Regions from separate parts of the Zea mays genome. Here region 1 is linked to region 2. The links are chromatin contacts, called in public Hi-C maps. All regions are on one chromosome and are shown on one strand. Each heading gives the region's core, a stretch centred on a gene start, on an enhancer-like site or on the middle of the called end of the contact. The rest is flanking DNA. Distances are from core to core; before and after follow the strand shown.

Region 1 (6,356 bases), core at 975-3,474, 500 kb before region 2:
ATCAGTGTTCTTCTTATGCCTTTAGGAAACCACATTCTGTTGCGGTTCACCAGGTGTTGAATACTGAGCTACAATACTGTTTTCACTTAGGAACCTCGCGAAAGGATCCTGGGACCTGTCCATACTCAGTATGGTGCCCACATTACTCCCCCACACGATTTGATATGACAATCTTTGTGTTCAAATCGTGTTGTTTTTCTACATCAGCCTTGAACTATTTAAACTTGTCTACATCTTATGATCTGTCCCTTAAAAAAAGGTAAATATAATCGCAGCGAGAGTAGTCATCTGTGAAGGTTATGAACAAGTCAAACCCATCTACTGTCCTAACTGGAAAATGACCTCATATATCTATATGAATAATTTCTAACACTCTCGTACTGTGCATGCAATCTCTGCATTGCTCTAAGTCTGTGAAGTCTAGGTGATGGAGAATCCGTCCCTTAACGAGACTTCTTTTCTCCCCCTCGAAATATGGCCCAAACGATAGTACCATAATTTCGACGAGGTTTCTCCATCACATTGTTTTCTTACTCCTGCCAATGTTGGCTGGTTTATTTTCTGGCGTATCTAGCACCACTGTGCGAAGATAAATAAAGCATGTCTCGTCAGATGACGAGACCAACATCTTTATTATCAAAACTGAATAACACAGTCTCTATCACCGAAGTGATGTTGGATGTGCTGATTGTCTAATCACGAAACTGAAGTTAAGTGTCTGCTTGCTTTCCGTTAACCACTGTAACTGTTTTCAGCCCTCTGGGAGCCTTAGGTTTGTACGGAATTACATTCTGTAGCATCTATTGCAGGAATTCTGAACACTTTCTATTGTATGCCCTGTCTTCTTGCAATAGAGGCAGATCTCAGGGGATCTGAGAAACAGTCTGATTATTGCATATAGAAAACATCGTGATCATGTTTGATCTTATTCTTGAACCTTTCTTAGAGGTCTTGTTCTGTTTGAGGATTCTTAGTTTGGGAAGATTGATAGAATCACTTATTTGACTTATCAACCTTTCCTCCTTCTAGACAAACTATGTCACGAGTTGATCTATATAGCACTTGTCCATTTAGACAAGTGTTTTACTGATCATGAAATGTCTCATATTCTGGAATAGCACCCTCAATAGGATCCTGGATGAGACTCTTATTATGATCAAGTACATTACACTTGGATCTTTTTCAGTTGACCTTATAGATGTTGTACTGCGCCATCTTAAGGTCATCCTAAGGTGAGCCTACTGTAGGCTTAATGGGTTTCTCAAAACACAGTGAGGAATCTATTTCATCCACTGTAGTTATCATTTCAATCTTTTCCCGCCATAAGTGACAATAAATACCACATAACGGTTTAATCTACCTTATCTGACCAACTAGTAGGCCAATATGTGCACTTTTGCAAAGTAAAACAGAAAATATTTAGGACGTCTGGAGTAAATACTGAAACATAGAACTTGCATGAATTAAATATTCGACGTTGGTCAAATAATAATCATGTCTGATCTACAAATTTTCTAGTTCTGAAATTCTAAACCATCGTTGGATGATCTAGAAAACTTAATTCTTGTATAAGATGTGGCAACAATATTCGACGTTGGTCAAAATATTCAATCACCACAAAAAAACTGAATTTCTATGCACTTAAAGAGAATTAATCCACGTAGGCTTCATAATAAACAATAATGCATAGAAAAACAAATAATAACCTGGTTCTAAAATTCTAAACCATCGTTGGATGATCTAAAAAAATATAGATATTTCTGTTCAAAATGTGGTAATAATATCTAACGTTGGTTAGAATATTCAATTACCGCAAATTTTCTGAATTCTATGCAATTCAAAATAATAATTAATCCACGTTGGTTTCATAATCCACTCAAAAAATTGCATAAAATAAAGTACCAAAGTACGCAGCGGAATAAAAATAGTCCATAAATATATCTGAAATTTTCTATAACTGGAAAAATATTTCTAAGATTTTTTCTGAATTTTCTGCTCTATTTTTCTAATTTCTTTTCTCTATTTCTAATTTCTGGAAATAGAAAACAAATTCCAGGAAAAATTGGAGGTCATTTCGGCCTGGTCGGCCCAGCCTGGACGTGGCCTTTCGGCCTACTGGATGAAGGGGCGCGCGCACTGGGCCGCAACCTGGGCCGAGGCCGCGTTTTTGGCCCACGCGGCCTCCCCCTCCCCTCCACTTGATCTCAGCCATCGGTGGCGATCCGATGGTCCAGATCTACCCGTGTACTGTAGCAAGCTCTATAAATGCCGTGGGTTTCGGAGAGGCTGTAAACCCTAGTCATTTTCTCAGCCGCCACAAAGACAGCCGCCTCCCTGGGATTTTTTTTTCTTTTCTTCTTCCTGGCCGACCGCACCTCCCACTTCTATTCCTGCCGGCCGCCAGGGAGATTCTCTCTTTCTTTTCTTTATCTCAATGATGTCTTGTCGTTGCATTTGGTCACGATGTGATCCTCAGTATGCTCTTTTCCTTCTTATCCAGTGAGGATTAGAGCAAGCCAGAGGCAGATTCTTTTCACTTTCGTGGTTCTATTCTTTTCTACTTTGTGCGTTCTCTAGCATCTGGCCGCTAGTTCCTGCAGCGCATGCAGTTCATTCGTTACACCACTGGCCGTACAGCCACATGAAGGCCATATGCCTCACGGTCTCACTTTCTGTTTTTTTTCTCTCTGCATCACTTGAACTCAGAGCCGAGAAAAAAAAAATACCGTGTTGCACGAGGCTATTTCTGGTTACACGATCCAGCCTCAAGTATTCGATCCCTCTCTTCTGTGTGAATGTATGTATGAGATGTGTCTTCTTGTAATTTATGGGATCGAGTACGGAGGTCTAAAACGTGGATCTGGTTCCCAACATTTTTCTGTGAATCCAGTCACTGGATTAAACTAACAGTGCTCTGTGCACTTCGACCGATCCGGATTTTAGGGTTAATTTAGTTAGGGTTGAGCCCTAACTGGATCTGCGTTTCTGTTACTTGACTCTGTTTCTTGGCCGTGGATCGTTGGATCCTGAGCCCTGTGCACCGTCTCTGTTGATGGTGTGCCGATTAGGGTTAGGTTGTAAACCCTAACCCTAAACAGTTGTGAGTGCTCTCTCTGGTTTGAGGCCGAGACACTGTCTCTTACATTGGCCAAACCTAAATCTTAGGGTAAGGGAAAACCCTAACCCGAGAGCATGGACTCTTTCTATCTATTCTAATCTCTCTGTTCTCGGGTGATGAATAATTATTAAAAAAAAATGAGTTCAATCACATGAATCTGAGACCTTTCTGCGATCTCATAAAACCGAATGCGGATTAGGAGATCTAGGGTTCTTAGGTTGGCTTTGATACCATTGTTAGAATCTATACTGCCTAGGATCGATTCCTAAGTCCCTATAAAACCAATCCGTAACTGGAACTGGAAGTATAATCTTGATGACGAGTAGTTCTGATCTACTAAGAGGAATAGAGGAATACACACCTTTGTTGTTGCTATCTTCATACCGTCGCCCTGCAGAGAAGCAGCAGGCATCGGGATCCGTGCCGCCGTAGGTTGTTGCGTTTCCAAACACTCCGACGCCTAGGCGATGGGGGCCTCTGAGGACTAGGGTTTTGGGGCGAGGTACTAGCGTTAGTCTTTCCTGCGACCCCTTAGTCCTATATATATAGCGTCGTGTGTCTGGGGGCTCCAACCGAGGTTAGCGTGGGCCCTCCCGATCAAGGGCCCGATTAAAGGAACGATAGTTGGATTAAGCCCAATCCAGTCTCTATTGACCGGCTGTAGAGGACACACCCAACACCCTGACCTCCTCTTCGCCTGGTCACCTGAAGCTCCTCCGCTTCTGTAGAACCGGCCGGTAACCAAACCAGCTCGTCTACAGGAGGAATAGGATATATACACCGATCTCAAAAGGGATCAAAAGGTTCCAGATCCCAGCGGCTTAGTATATGGCTAAAGGTAGAACAAGCATGGACTGACGTGAAGCTACCTAAGTTGGTGCAGCGACAGTGATAAGAAGGGCTAAGCATTTTCTTCTTCTTCTTCTAGTTAACCACCTGTCCACCTAGTACACTATTATATTGTGCACAATAGTATAAACAAGCTAGGCACCAGTGCACCACAAGTGCAAGTCTGTGCCCTCTAGCACCAGGAAAAAAGTTATTTTTCTTTTTTTTAATTACCCGGACATCATAAAACTTCACTGGTTATTCAGTTAACAATTGGTTGGTCGTGCGCCGTTGTTCAACCATCGCCATCACGCAGCTCTCACTGGCGCTGCACGCCTGCACGGTTACATATACTTCTCTATTTTCTTTTGAAAGACGATTGACTACTCTGTTTTTACCAAGGAACATGAGTACGAGTATAAAAGCTGTCCTGTTACAAAAGGTTTAGAGCGTAGATACATCCAGCAGCAGCATGTTCCCTGTAGTTAGCAGGTCTCTTCACCTTCACCTTTGCAACAATCTAAGTGATCAGTCTCCTTGAACAGATGTATCTAATTTCTTGTTGGCCCCTATCTGAGCGCTAAAACACTGAAACGAACCACCTGATGGTGCTAGATCTCTGCGAAGGCGCAGACGGTCCGTGGCACCGGCCCAGACAGGCCGCGACCTAAGCGCAGGAGTGGTTCCTCCTCTGCACGCTTTCGGACAGTCCGCACCTGGGGCCGGATGATCCGCGGTGTCGTAGAGGACTTTTTTCTCCGCGAAGAACCCTAGAACTTACCTCCCGGAAGTGATTCCGTTGAGGGGGAGAGTTACAAGGCGTTGCTCCGGTTCAGCAGACCACCCGATGCGTTTCTAATCGGCGTAGAGTCGAAAAGAGATTGTTGTGGAAGATTAAACTAGATCTAAATCTAAGGCTAGATTACTCCTACTCCCAGGAATTGGAAGAACGATACAATTGAGGTAAAATTGATAAGTAGATTTGATTGAATCGATTGTTAGCCCTTCAGCTATATAAAGGGTGGAGGTATGGACCCAATACAAGTCGGTTCTCAAGTTAACCCCACAGTATTTGCTAACAAATTCCGCTATAAATCTAGAACTCAAACTGATTCTGTGCACGCGTGGACTGCAGACAGTTTGGACCGCGGACCATTTGGCCACAGAGGCGGACAGTCCGCATGGTATTTTTGCTGTTCAACATTTCTGCACCAAAGACAGACAAAAGACATCATCTCAGTTCAAATTGATCAAGTGAGACCTACAAAAATTGGTCGCTAGCCACGCCATAGTTGTAATTGTCCTACAACAGGGCCTCGTAATCCAGATCGCTAGCCGCGCCATGAATCGTCTGGTCGCTGCCAACTAACTAGTACGTGTACCATACCTTCAGGTATGAATCCGATAGCTTACAAATTGACTGATAGACCAATATAATGCACTAAACTGTCAATTGCTGGAGATTTGTGATAAAATAAAAGGCGACGTGTTCACGTGCCGGTCTTGTTGCTGCACTAAACATGATCCTTCTCTCCCTATCTGTTGTAACGAACCTGCTGGCAGGATACACGAGCACATTTACTTTCGTACAATTAATAATAATTGCCTGTAGGCTAAAGGCGAGAGATGTATCAATCATGTTAGCGAATAATACAAATATGACTCAAACAAAGACATGGAATTTTACATATAAAATCCTTACGAGAAAAAAACACGAACGATAATCAACAATCTTTATTAGTTTTTCGGAGACACAAGAGAACTGCGTGTCAATATAATAAGAAAAAAGAATTAAGGTCCTAGAGGAACAATACAAATAAACAAACAAATGACCTCTAAGAGCATCGCCAATAAGGACCTCTAAAATATAGACCTAAAATTTGGAATAGGACCACATTTAAAGTATCTAGGGTCTCAAGAGAAATCTTTACTCCAACAGCTGGGCCTTAAATAATGCTATTAGAAAATAATTCATGTTATTAAGAAATACATAATTGTAAATTAAGAGGAAACAAGATAGAGCTCTAATATATGATGTACTATATTTAGGACCCGAAAGACCGAGCCCTATAATCATGTTGTAATACCCAAATACTCGGAGCCATAGAGTGTGCAAGAATTGATAAATATAAAAAATTTATATAACTATTTGTGTTGTTTTTCTCATTTTTGCATAATCAAATCATGGAGTCACCTTGACCACTAACAACCATATTAAATAAAGGGAATAGTACATCATGTTGGAGTTTATTTGTTTGTGCATTTAATAATAATAATAATAATACATTAATAATTGGGAAGTAGGATTAACCTAATTTGCAACCTAGAATTTGGAAATAAGAAAAGATACTTAAGACAGTAGTGTAGACGTTCACAGATTATTTTGGTGCACGGTTCTGCCAATACCCTC
Region 2 (6,523 bases), core at 970-3,469:
CTCGTCTGGTTCATCCCCATAGCACCCATGACACCCATGGGCTGCATCCCTTGCAGCACTTGAGCTGTATTAGCATTATTCAATTGGGTGTTTTGTGCCATGACCTTTTGCCTAGCCTGCAGTAACGGGAAAGGTCAATTACTCTACTAGTAGTCTCTAGGAAATAAAGAAACAAAATACTCAACATATATTAATTTAAGATCTGCTGGATGTAGCTACCTTGAAATGAAAAACTTTCCTCCCACAACAAAATTTGCAAAGGTAAACTTGGTACATTATCATTCCTTTTGACAGGCTATCCATTCATTGTGCCAGTTTTATCAGTAAAATAAGTATTTACTACCACAAGTAGAACTGTCTACTAATGAACATTATTGCTAAGAGTGATATCATAACCAAGTTTATATAATTTACATTCTTTCACAGTCCACCTTCACATTCAATAGTAAGAATCGGCGGTATTTTTCTTTGTCAATGGCATGATCTCAAAGAATAAATAACTAACATTCAAAGAATTAGATAGTATACCCTAAAAAAAGAATTAGATATCATGTGGATTCGCTACTCATTTCCTTTTAACTGACCACAGATGGGTAAAGGAACTCTATTCAACTTTGCTTAATAAGCTTTTACTACAAATGGTATATTCTTTCATGGTTCCATCTGTCCAAGCATTTGGCTCGGTGTCTAGCAATAAAAATACAAAGCTGATTGTACCCATCAAAACCAGCCTGAATGGAGAGAGTAAAAGGTAAGGAATCTCTAGCCACCAAATTAATATCTGAAGTTATTGAGGGTGTGTTTGGTTCAACTGTAAATTCCTACCCTCTCGAACGAGCCAATTCGACAGCATGCTATTGCCGGCAAGGGAGTGGTGTGCCATGCCACGAAGCTCTACGCCCGTAGTGCTAGGTCCAAGCGTCACGACTGTAGTCATCCCCAGTCCAACACATACATGGTGTCCTACACGAGTAGCGTGTATGAAGATGATAACAACTAAAGTGATAAGTGTTATGTCATCTTCTTTCATGGGGACGGAGCCTCACAGTCACTGAACATCGAAAAGGGAGCGGACGGCATGGACGTTAGGTGATGAGCAACATTGAAGGGTCGACAAGAAAGAGGTTCGGTGGTTTAGGGATGGCTAAGCCACATCGCCGACCTCTGGAGTCAGGCGCAGGGAGGCGGTGGCAACTCTATATGTTGTCGGTCGTCAGGTGAGGTGAGGCCGTCAGGGGCCTTTGAATAGAAAATATAATAATTTGGTCCTATAAATAGGGACAATTAGGTAATATTTTTGAAAAATTGGATGACATGAATCTAAAAAATCTAGGTAGAAGGAGATTCTGGATTGAACTAGATAAATCTATAGATTTTTCAGAATCTATTCATCTTCTATACCTCTTGGTAGGGATTCTAGATTTTTTACAGTGAATTTGACTTTCTTCATCAAGCTGAACCAAACATACCCTGAGATTGCTTCGATAGCATGAGAAACCTAAAGCAGAAGCCTAAAACCCCTGACGTTTTATCCTTGGCGGTAATGGTGAACACTATGTACGAGGAGATAAAAATATGTTTAATTGGAGAGGTCCCGAGCCTGCAAATTGAGTAATTCACCTGCGCCAACATCTGCGACTGAAGCCCAAAATGTGCCGCAGATGCCGCGTTACCCTGGCCTTGCAGCATCCCCAGCTGGCCCTGCCCAAGCATGGGGGCGCGCCCCGCCAGCTGCTGCTGGCCCACGAGCCCTCCGCCACCCGAGAAGCTCATCTGCCCGCCGTACATCCTAGCCGCGTACTGCTGGAGCTGGGTGGCCGTGGAGAGGCGTGAGGTCGACCCCGAGCGGGGGATCTGGGCAAACCCCGCGGCGCCGACCCCTGCCTGCGTGGGCGAAGGCGCCTGCAGCTGCGGCGGGCGCGGGAGGTAATCCATGGATCCTCCGCCGCCCGAAGCGTCAGCTGCCGCAGCCGCCTGGTCGAGCTGCTGCGGGGACGAGATGTGCGCGGAGAGGTCGGAGACGGTCGGGGACGGGGGAATTTGAGGGGAGAGGAGGGGGTTGGGGTTCTGCGGGGTGGACACGGAGGCCGCGGCGGCGAGCTGGTCGGGCTGCGCCGGCGAGGCGGAGGCGGCCACGGGCGGCGGATCCGCCATGCCGCGGCGTGGCGGGGGCGTGTAGGGTTTCGGCGGCAGTGGTCCGACGCGGACGCGGTTGCGTCGGGGGGCGGTGCGTCGGGGGGGACAGTTTGACGTGTGTGAGTAGTCTTTTCGCAGTTGATGGGTCAGAGGGGAGGGCCCCATGGGATCATTTACAGGTGCAGGTAACCAATGAGGATCTTATTTAAAAGCATCTCCAACATCTCCTATTTAGTGTTCCTAAAACTTTTTCTGGTATAATATCACGAATAAACATATCCAACAGATATGTGCTCTTAATTTTTAAGTGCTCCTGAAACAAGAGCAAATCTGCGGAGCTACTTAGACCCTAATCGTTGTTTCTTTATTTCCCGCAGCGACGAAACCTTTGGTGCCCTTCTCCCTCCCCTAGCGCGCCCAGCCTCGCACTGCAGTTCCTGCAGCGCACCGTCCCCAACCTCCCTTTCCATACGCGCAGGCGGTCTCCCGCTGCAGCCTATGAACCAGCATCATCTTCCTTCTTCCCCATCGGCGACGGCAGCAGCTTCCTTCTTCTCCATCGTATGAACCAGCGGCGGGCGGCGAGACGGAAGGTATGAAGCTTCGTTCTTGCCCAACGCAGTGGCTTCGGGTGTCGCATTCCACTTCCCCACTGCTACCAATCCATGGATCTAGCTGCTAGGAGACGACTTTATTCATCACATGTCTCACTTCATTGTTGTTATTCATACCATCTCCTTGCATCAGTTTCCAATCTCAGTTTTGTTTTGCCACCCTATGCAACATACATGAACGAGTTCATCGAGGAGAACACAATGTGCACTAGGACCAGACGTCGCCATTACTTCAACCAACAATTCCTTAGTGCCTCCATGTAGGGCTGGAAAAAAAGCTCGAGCTGGCTCGGGCTCGCAGCAGCTCGGCTCGGCTTGGACCGGCTCGACGCTCAGAACGAGCCCGAACCGAGCCTGTTTTTGTGGCTCGTGAAAAGAGTGAGCCAGCTCGGCTCGGTGCAGCTCGCGAGCTGGCTCATGGCTCGACCCAACAACATTTTGTTACATAAAATCATGTTATTTAAAATATTTTTAAGATTTTATATTATAATTTAGAGAGCAGATTTACATTTATGGCTAGGCTCGTTGGCTCGACGAGCCGTTTTCCGAGCTTGCCAGATGGGCGAGTCGAGCCGAGCTCGGCTCGTTACGTGAGAACCAAGAAGATGTTGGGTCCTCTCAACATCGTGGCTCCGTCGTGGGTAGACAAACAATACGTCGATAAGAGTTCAAGGTTTTCATCGTTTGATGTAAGACTATTTTGTCGAACGACCAGTGTATAATGAGCCAATGTTTCAGAGAAGGTACAAATTCTCTTGAGTTTAGGGTTTAGAGTTTATGAATTATATTGTTGCTTCTGTCATATGTTTTTAGGGTTCCTCACTTTAAGTTTCATTTCTCTGTAACAGGTTTTGCATGTGCAAGGCAATGTTCATTGACATATGCCACGAGGTTGTGTCCAACAACATGTACTTTATGCGGAGGACAATGCAGCTGACGTGTCGGGATTCAACATTGTCCAAAAGGTAACAGTTGCACTCTGCATGCTAGCATACGGTGGAGCTGTCGATAGGTTGGACGAGTAGTTCCATATGGGCGAGAGCACAATACTAGAGACATTGAGTGAGTTCACTCGTACTGTAGTCAATGTCCATGAACCCACAAATATACATCCGAGCACCCAATGTTGAGGACATAGCAGACCTACTAGCTAAGGTTGACTAGAGGGATTCCCAGAAATGCTCGGGAGCATAGATTGTATGCACATGCCTATTATGTCGTCACGCAATGTCGGTTTCTACTATGCAGTGTGCTATTTATGCCGTCCTCTTTTTGGGTGAAAATTATGTGATTATATCAACTTTCCTTTTTTTATCGGGGTACCAAGACGCCACGAACGCACACCACACGCACGCACACGCGTGCGCGTCTATAATACACACAGAAATAAATTGAGAGACCTAGATCTCTAATACGTGGGAACACGTAATATCGCTGATCCAGTAGACATGTGCATCCTAAAATCTGAGAACGAACCCAGACCGGCTGCGAGCACATCGGCTACGCTAACCACCCGGGCTAGTGCCCGGTCCCCGTGATTGTATCATCTTTCTGTCCTACGAGTCACGACGCATATTTGCTGGCCCAATTGAAAACATGTGTCCGAGTCCTAACGCCTGACAAAGTTAAGCCCAATGGGCCATGAGTCCATCAGAGATCGAACGGAGCTGTTTCCGAGTCCATGATGACACAGCGAGAGAGAAAAAGGACGCCCAATGTCGCTAAATCTTTCTTGCATATTATATATATAACTACTACTGACTTTGATATTTTTACATGACTCCAGTATTAATAACTGCCTAATTTCGTACAGCAGCAAAGCAACAAATTAGATTGGACCCGCAACTCTGCAACAGCCGGGTCTTCCATTTACATGCCATATTTCTGCATGCATGTTGTCCCGGCAAGAGAAGGAAGGAACGCTGGAATCACGGGAGTCAGCTAAGCAGGTCAGAGTTCAGTGCTCGGGCTATGGCTATGGCTATGGCGCAACGCAAGTACTTTAGGGCTTGTTTGGGAGTAAAGGTAATGGAGTGTATTGGAGGGCATATAATCCTCCACTATTCAATTTTAGATAGCAAGGTATTATAGTCCTATCAATACCCTTCATTCCACTTGCTCAGAATTCAGCAGAAACACCGGCAGGGAATCAGTCGGTCGCAGATCTCTGCAAGCAACCCCCCCCCCCCCCCCCCCCCCCCCGGGCGTTTCCTTGGATTCACCGTCACCGACACCGCAGCATGTTTGAGTTTGACCTCCAAAGTAGCCCCGAGATCTGCCGCGTTTCGCGACGCATCAGGTGAGGTGGTGCGTGCATGTGCATGGCGCTACTGCGAGCCGCAGCCCGCAGCCTGCGTGGGATACGTACGGTACGATAAGATAATCACAGCCCCAAACGGGTGGTCCATGTCCGTGGCGTCGTCGAGGAATCAGCTGTCAGAATATGCCGAAACCATTTGGTGGACTCGTAGTACTTCGTTGTCACCACTCACCAGAAGAAGAAAAACCGGAAAAGGGCCGCGCTTGTTCGTTCAGCACTTCAGCTCGGCTTTCACTCTGGCTAGCTTGCACATGTACAGTACAGACAGATGACAGACAGGCCTGAAGAAGAATAGAAGAAGAAGCAAGCGCCTGCTTTTCCGTCGACGAAGAAATGTGCTCCCTTTGCTTCGGCGCAAAGCCGGCGATGTCGCCTCGACGGCCCAGGTCAGCTGCGAATGATAGCCACGGAAGGCCAGCAGCAGCATGGGTGTGAGCGACGGGAGACGGGGAGAGACAAGAAAAAAAAAGTGACAGCGCTGCAGGCGGCGGTGGCATCGATCCGACGTGCCACGAGCGGAGCGGGTAATGCCAGCGCTACACCGCGCTGACGTGGCCGCCCGGCCCCCGAGAGTGAGGTTGGGTTGGGCCCTATATGCCGGCCCCTCTCGCTGGAGCTGGGCCTCCGAGGCCAACCGTTGAGGAGAAGCCAATCGCCAGAAGCGGCAAGCCTTGCCTCGCGCACCGGTCTGGTTCTGGTGGGTGCCCTCTTCGCCGGTGGCCGGAAGGCGAGGGGGAAGCCGGAGGACGCTGAGGGCGGGCGAGGCCGCCGTCCCCAGATCTCACTTCCGCCGCCCGCCCGCCCCGCTTTTGGTACTACTCTTCTTCTGTTCGTAAGCACCTGTAGCCCTGGATCCTCTCCTCCGTTTCAGTTGGTCCCGATTTTGTCTAGCCTTCCTAGATTGGCGCCATAGGGACCGGGGAGGGGGACCTTTATTTACCAAATTAATTTGAAGGCTGCACTGCTTTTGGAGCAAGCTCGCAGTGTAGTAGTTACCTGATTCACACAGCTGATGCCTCCGTGCAAGGTGCAATTGAGACCCCATGCAACTGTGAATTCTGATGATGCTTTGCTTAACATCTGTGTTCCTTCGACATGCGTAGCCTAGTGTTTTAGACGTGTGTGTGTGGTGTCTTATCTACCTAGATTCTAGAGCTATCAAGCAGGCTGCAGGCGACGTGTTCTGTCCGGCCAGCTGAACATTTTTTTGGGAAAATATTGCAAGTTATTGGAGTAGTAGCATTTTATTTAGGATTTAAAATTTTAGGGAGTTTCCTATGCATTGGAAGAAATATTTTTGGGAGTTGTTGGAGATGTTTCTAAGCCCCTTGCAGATCGATTGTTCCCATTTTCCGATTCTTTGGTCTTGTTCTGATGCGGACTTCACAGCTCTGATGTTACCTTTCTTATATCTGGCTTGCCCTGTGTGGCAGCAGGGATTGAGAGAGGAAGG

What was found. Hi-C and Micro-C count contacts between places; a contact is called where the count stands out from the background.
Region 1: a contact with region 2 is called in a Hi-C map of tassel, with 2.6 times the contacts expected there. The contact joins the enhancer-like site here to the promoter of LOC100275267 in region 2. A contact is called at or near these places in 2 of 25 Hi-C or Micro-C datasets (ear and tassel).

What each region holds. Positions count from the first base shown.
Region 1 is chr8:175,311,054-175,317,409 of Zm-B73-REFERENCE-NAM-5.0, reverse strand. LOC103636510 (WRKY transcription factor WRKY62) reads left to right here. Exons shown (of 3, transcript XM_020542626.2): 3 at 1-2,548. Among protein-coding and RNA genes, the nearest start is that of LOC103636510, 11 kb to the left of the region's middle. Within about 2 kb of position 2,224, at least 20 of the 20 cell types and tissues checked have an H3K27ac peak or open chromatin away from gene starts, as enhancers often do. A contact at or near this core is called in ear and tassel, where this site is marked.
Region 2 is chr8:174,813,345-174,819,867 of Zm-B73-REFERENCE-NAM-5.0, reverse strand. LOC100275267 reads right to left here and starts at 2,219. Exons shown (of 8, transcript NM_001350150.1): 1 at 1,621-2,219; 2 at 1-116. The coding sequence starts at 2,154. LOC100274471 reads left to right here and starts at 5,718. Exons shown (of 5, transcript NM_001148830.1): 1 at 5,718-5,882; 2 at 6,504-6,523.